2 separate regions of the Ovis aries genome follow, and region 2 is linked to region 1. The links are chromatin contacts, called in public Hi-C maps. All regions are on one chromosome and are shown on one strand. The core of a region is the stretch at or near the end of the contact, and the rest is flanking DNA. Distances in the headings are between cores, read along the strand shown. Region 1 has its middle 16 kb from the start of NXPH3. Region 2 holds the start of NGFR (nerve growth factor receptor).

Region 1 (3,457 bases), core at 466-2,965:
CATTTTCCTGGAATTCTTCTTTCCCCTTTTATTAACTTATTCAATCATTTATTAAAACCACTATGGACTCATGTATATTTATTTTATGCTTTGGGTTGTAATCCAATACTACTTTATTAATTTTGTTGTTCAAATCCCTGTGATGTATTTTTTACCCTTTGGATTGAAAAAATTAAAAGACTGATTAACAGCTGGGGCTGTGGCATCTGTGGGGTGCTGGCTGCTCAGAGTGTGAACTGCTGTCCCTTTGGAACTAGAATTGCATTTTCTGACTAAAGCGCTGGAAGGAAAAAGAGATGAGCAAATGTATATAGTCTAAGCCCATTTTACATAAAAAGAAGGAACATCTGAAAAAAGAAATCTCTCTCTCTCCTCTGTCTCCTGTCAGCCATACTGGCTCAGCCTCATTCCATTCTTCCAAGGGGTCTCTGTGCAACCCCTTCCTATGCTCAGAGGCTTTTTGGGGCCCTTAGAATAACATTCAAACAGTGGTCTACAGCGCCCTCTATTGGGCATCAACTCAAACGTCCCTCCTTGAAGGGCCCTTCCCTTGCTGTTCCACCCAAACCAGCCTGGTCCCTGCCCCAGAACTCATCACTCCCAGCCCATCACCCCACCATTCGCCCCAACCCCCACCCAGAGGTTGCATTACTATCTGAAATGTTCACTCTCTCATGGGGCTTAGAATGTAAGCCCCATGAGAGCAGTGGGCATCGTGGTTGTCTTGTTTTCCCGTAGCCCAGGCTTAGCACAGGGCTCAGCACATAGTGGGTTTCAATTCTTCCTACCTGCTTAGTGAACAGCCTTAGAACAATAAGGCAAGACAGCCCTCCTTCAGCCACGTTAGTGATCTCAGGGGTGTGGGGCTGGAAAGGGAGGGAGAAATTTATCAAGTTTTTCTTTAGATAACTGTGGTTTGTTTAGCTGTTACAAAGAACATGTAGTATGGTGGTTTGTAATTAAAAAGAAAACCCAATAAAGTTAATTTAAAAAATAAAAGAAAGAAATTAAAGTTTTCATTTCCTGGGGGTAAAAATAAGAAAAAACCAGAAGGTTTTACATGAGAAGTTGGTTGTAAGAGAGCACGGGCAGTTTCCTGAGATGGGCTTCTGAAGAGGACTGGAGAATATGGTGGCAAAGAGACAAGACAAGGAGATTCTAGAATTCTTACAAGAGGGGACTGGGTAGAAGGGGCAGGAGGAAGGGGCAGAGCTAGGAGATCTGGAGTGGTCTGTAGGTTGTGCTGGGGTGGTTGGTGGGGAGCCTGACCGGTGAGGGTGCCTAGGTCATTCCGTGACACCACCCCTGGGATTTAGCCAGCCTCATCCAGTCCCTGGCCCCAGCTATTTTGGGGGGGTCAACCATCACCCCTCTCTTGGCTTCAGTTTTCCCAGCAACAAAATAGGGATTGATGTAGGAGTCACTAAAGTTTTCCCAGCTCAGATGACCACTTCAGTGGGCACTGACTCCTAGGGCCCTAGGAAGCTTGCATTCCTTGAGAGTCCCCTGGACAGCGAGGAGATCAAACTCCTTTAGGTCAGTCTTAAAGGAAATCAACCCTGAATATTCACTGGAAGGACTGATGCTGAAGCTGAAGCACCAATACGCTGGCCACTGACTCATTGGAAAAGACCCTGATGCTGGGAAAGATTGAGGGCAGGAGAAGGGAGTGACAGGATGAGATGATTAGATGGTAAGTTATTATGACTCAGTGATAGCGAGATAGTGACACTGACTCACTGTCTCAGGGAGGTAGTGAAGGACAGGGAAGCCTGCTGTGCAGCACTCCACGGGGTTGCAGAGAGTCGCCCAAGGTTTAGCGACTGGACAGCAAGCGTCTGCAAGCAATCTCTTTCCCCCCTCATCATCGGAGCGCTCAAGATGGCCACATCCTCTGGCCAACAGAGGGCGCTGCGGCATCGCCTTACCCTGAGCAGTTTGCTGAAGCTGAGGTTTTGGGTGTGCCCCGCGCATCACTGCGACCCTATCAACCAAATCTTCCTCTCTACAGCCCTGGTCACACTAGCGTCCACAGAACTCGAGTATCTGGTTCTCTGAGCCTGGACCCCACGCTATGATCAGTTGCTGAGTCCAGATGAAACACAGGCCTATGGGCCACACAGTAAGGGGCGGGGACTTAGGCAAATAAGCTATGTCAGGAAGTCTTAGGCTGGACATTTGATCTGTCTGCCCAGAACTGTCACATCCTGACCCATGATTAAGACTCTGCCAAATCCAGATTAAAATCTAGATTCTGATACATGCTCGTTGTGTGACCTTGGTGAGGAAGCCCCTAATAGTGCCACGTGGGAAGCCCCTAAATGTTCTGAGTCCACTTTCCACTTACAAAGTGGAAAGCCAGTATCTCCAACACAAGATTGTTGTAGGAGTTAAATCAGGTATGTAGTCATAACTATAATAGTAAATACTGAGTAGTGCCAGGAAACTCTTCTAAGTGTATTGCATGAATTGATTTGTTTAATCCTCACTATAAGCAGATGAAAAGCTATGAAAAACCTGGACAATGTATTAAAAAGCAGAGACATCACTTTGCTGACAAAGGCCTATCTAGTCAAAGCTATGGTTTTTCCAGTAGTCATGTACGGATGTGAGAGTTGGACCATGAAGAAGGCCGAGTGCAGAAGAATTAATGCTTTCAAACTGTGGTGCTGGAGAAGACTCTTGAGAGTCCCTTGGACAGCAAGGAGATCAAAGCAGTCAATCCTAAGGGAAATCAACCCTGAATATTTATTGGAAGGACTGTTGCTGAAGCTGAAGCTCCAGTACTTTGGCCACCTGATGCAAAGAGCCAACTTCTTTGGAAAAGACCCTGATGCTAGAAAGATTGAGGGCGAGAAGAGAAGCGAGTGACAGAGAATGAGATGGTTGGATGGCATCACTGACTCAATGGACATGAGTCCCTGAGCAAACTCAGGGAGACAGGGAAAGACAGAGAAGCCTGGAGTTGCTACAGTGCATGGGGCTGCAAAGACTCGGATATGACTTAGTGACTGAACAAGAACAATAAGCAGATGAGGTCTGTCCTATTATTATCCCCATTTTGTAGATGGAGACATAACCCTTGCTGTAAAGGAAATTCTAGTCCAGTGGGGAGACAGAGAAGTGAGCAAAAATCCTTTGAGCCAAATTAGTCTGTACTGTTCAGTGAAATGAGAATTTAAGCCATAAATATTTAAGCTCTAATGGGGTCCTCATAATCCCCCCATGAGACTATTTTACAGATGAGGAAACTGAGGCCTGAGAGGCTGTAACACTCACCCAAAGGTGCACAGCAGAAATGGTCGAAGCAGCATTGTCTGATTCTGGTGTCTATGCTCTTCCCCGAAAATAAACACAAAATATAATTTACACCCAGACACTCACCATGTAATTATGTTTTTCTGAAAAGCCCCCTGCCCTTCCTTTCAAATAAAGCCTCTGAACCCCTAAACATCCT
Region 2 (3,457 bases), core at 497-2,996, 56 kb after region 1:
GCCTGTCTGTAAAATGGGGGGTTGGGGGCTCAGTGCTCAGAGGAGATGAAGACGGCAGGGAGAGTGAGGACGTCTCCATTGCAGAACCTTCCAGGGCACTCCCTTCACGGCCACACATCGGGTCCTGAATGTCCTGTCAGATCTACCGGGCGGACCTCGACGCTTTCTAAGTCCCGCAGTCCTTTGCCGAGATGTCTGAGAGCCTCTCTCTTGTCCCGAGCCGGGAGTCTTTCACCGAAAGCTGGGCGGGGCGCGGGCAGAACCCCGACCCCCTCCCCCCCGGTTAGCGGAAACGTAGCGAACGGTCGCGGCGGCGCTGCGGCAGGTTGACTTCACAGGGGTCCGGGTGGCGGGTGAAGCGCGCAGTCCGGGTCGCGCCAGTAGCGGCGATCGCGCAGCCTTCGCGCCGCAGCGCCCCCTGCCGGCCGCCCTCGCCGGCGCGCCCCCTCGGCGGCGCACCGCCTGGACCTTCCCGGCTCTGCGAGTCCCGCCTCTCTGCACCCCGAGAACTGGCAGCGGCCAGAACCTGTCAGACGACGCCTGCTTCGTCCCATCCAGTCCGCAGCTCTGCTTCTAACCGCGACAATAAGTGTGTAGCGGGAGCCCGCCGGTCGCTGGGGAACCGGGGAGGCGGGTTCGCCCTGGCGAGGTGGGCACTCCTTTCCCGGCCTCGGACCCCAAACCACAATTCCCCGACCGCGCGAGAGAGCGCGCGCGACACATGCGGGGAGAGTCTGTCTCTGCTCTCTCTTCTCGTCCCACTGTCTCTCGGCGGACAGGCGGGGCCCAGACCACTCAGCTCTGCTCTCCCTACTCCGTCCTCTCTCCTTTTGCTTCCCTCTCTCCACCTGCCTCACCAGCGTCCCTTTTCTGCCCTGCCTAACCCACCTCTCTCCCTTCAACAGAGGCTCCCCGAACCTCTCCCTCCCACGCCCCTCCCCCCACCCCATTGTCTGGCTGGTCTTCATTGTCCGACGCCCGGTCCCCTTGCCTCCAGTCCCTCCGTCCTCCTCCCACACCATTCTTATCTCCTCGTCTCCGGTTCCCCACCCCAACCACGCTCGCCCCTCACTTTTCTAGTTCCCGTCCCATTCCTCGTCCTTCTCTAGCCTGGGTTCCGTCCCACGACTCTCCAGAGATCAAGATGCTCAGAGGGAAAGTCGCCTCGAGATCCCGCATTCAAGCGCCCTCTTCCGAAGAACCCAGGCATCCGAGAGCCCCACGACTCTCTCCTGAGAGACCCCTCCCAGCTCCTCCACACACACCTCCTATGGCACACGAGGACCTGCTTCCGCGCGCCCCTCTTCTCCGCATCTTTACCTTAAATCTCAGAGTCGCCTCTTCGCTCTGAGAACCTGAGACGCTCCTCCGTGGATACTGGCATCATCGGAGCTCCTCTCTCGTCATCCACCGCCCCCCGCCCCACACCCGCCCCGCCGCCGCCGCCGCCGCCAGCATCTGGGACCCCAATGCTCTTTTCTGTTTTTCCTCAGGGAAACTTGGACTCATCGAGGTTTCGGTCCCGGGAAAGAGAGCGAGCTCCCCTTCCGTTAGCACTCACCCCCAGGAGCAGCAGCAGCAGCAGGCGCGGCCCGTCCATGGCGCGGCCGGCGGCACCTGACCCCATCGCCCGCCTCCCGCGGCAGCGCTCGGCTTTCAGTTCAGCCCGCTCCGCGGACCGATAGGGCTGCGCTGCGCAGCGCTCCAGCGCCAGCCCCTCAGAGCTGGCGGAGGCTCGGCTCCCTCTGGCTGCCGGCGGGAGGGGCTAGGAGAAGCCAGTGCGGCGGCCCCGCCCTCGCCCCGCCCAGCCCGCCCACCCCCGGAACCGCGCCCGCCCTCCCCGCGGTCTCCCGGAGGGGAGAGGCGGAAAGGGACCGTGCAGGGAGCCGCGCCCGTGAGCCCCGCTGCAGCTTCTCCGCACCCCGCCCTCAAAGCTTATCCCTGACCTGGTACCCGGCGCCTGACCCGCGCTGCTACGCGTCCGTCCCGGATGCTGTGGGCTCGGATTCCCTCTCTTGCGCATCTTTCCCTGCCTCTGGCTTCAGCTTCTTCCCCGGTGCCCTGCTCCCTACCCAGCCGTTATCAGCAGTAATGCTCACTGCCCGCCCCTCCTTTCATTTCCCGGTCTATACCCAAGTCCTTCTCTGCCCCTTCCCAGTGCGGGGTTGTCTCTGCAAAGGCCTAGGGGAAGGAGGGAGAGAGGTGGCAAGTGGTCTGACACGGACCACAGACAGCTGGGACGTTCAAGGAGGAGACCATCCCGACATCATTTGAATTCTCAAAAGACGGGTCTGAAGCGATCGCAGGTGTGCACACACACAAAAAGGAATACACACACTCCCGAGGTTACATACATATGTGCTTATGCAGTCGCCTATGCCCCCGCCATCCTCACGCAGTCCTGTGGACCGGTGCCTTCTGCCCATGCCTGTGCACCTCCACACATGCACACTCATCGCCCGTGTGCTCATAACATTCAAACACACGTCCTCACATACACACTCACACATACACGTGTTCGTGTGCAGTCATCTCCATGAAACCCCTCATATGTATAATCTCTCACACAGTGCACACACACACACACACACACACAGAGATATGAACACATAGATGTATCCTCAACCATTTGCCTTCATTAGACTATGTTTCCATAAGCTGATGAGCTCCCTGGAGGCAGGGACTGCGGTTTCTTATCTGGATGCCTAGTACACAGTAGGTGTTCAATGAAGGTCTGCAGAAAGAATAAAAGAGTTGAATGGACTCACATCCACGTACATCTCCAGGACCACACTCATCATGCTCTAGAAAACTTGGAAGTTTCAAATTATAGGCCCTGGCAACCCCAGGAGTTTGCCACCAGTCTTTTGGCAGGAAGCACTTCCACCTCCACCTTGATGCTCAACCCCACCTTGCCTGTCCCCACCCTTTCCTGGTTCCCAGATAGCCCTGGAGCATAGAGTTGTAGGGGGCAAGTCTATAAAGCTCATCCCCTCACCCTGAACTTGGCCAGGTGTGGACCTCAGTTTCAACTTTGAAAAGATAGCCTTACAGGAAGAAGGGAGAGAGTCAGACACTTGTGCTTAGGGCAAGCTTACTATTGGTAGGTGATTTCTCAGCTAAATCATTCATTTGTGGGAGTAAAAATTCTGCCCTGTGAGTTTCTTTCCTGTGTAACCAACAAAATCCAGTGGCTATCCCCAGAAAGGACAGGTAGACGTCAAATCACTGTGGCCTTGGCCATGAATGTGAATAAGCTACCTCCCACGGCTGGGCAGAAGACACCAGGCAGCCATCCCCTCTTCAGAAATCCCTGAGGATCCCTCCTCTCAGACAGGGATTGCCTCTAAGCTGTCTCCTCCTGCGGCTTTTAGAGGCCTGCCTTTCCTCTCAGCTGAATTCATGGAAGGCAGGAAGGAGCAACATTAGTACTAAGAGCAGCATTGAGCAGCTTACT

The links. Hi-C and Micro-C count contacts between places; a contact is called where the count stands out from the background.
Region 2: a contact with region 1 is called in a Hi-C map of tail adipose tissue, with 4 times the contacts expected there. The contact joins the promoter of NGFR here to the enhancer-like site in region 1. A contact is called at or near these places in 6 of 16 Hi-C or Micro-C datasets (liver, mixed tissues, muscle and 2 more).

What each region holds. Positions count from the first base shown.
Region 1 is chr11:36,787,681-36,791,137 of ARS-UI_Ramb_v3.0, forward strand. No RefSeq gene overlaps it. Among named protein-coding and RNA genes, the nearest start is that of NXPH3, 16 kb to the left of the region's middle. Within about 2 kb of position 1,716, at least 4 of the 54 cell types and tissues checked have an H3K27ac peak or open chromatin away from gene starts, as enhancers often do.
Region 2 is chr11:36,843,240-36,846,696 of ARS-UI_Ramb_v3.0, forward strand. NGFR (nerve growth factor receptor) reads right to left here and starts at 1,747. Exons shown (of 6, transcript XM_027974687.2): 1 at 1,562-1,747. The coding sequence starts at 1,627.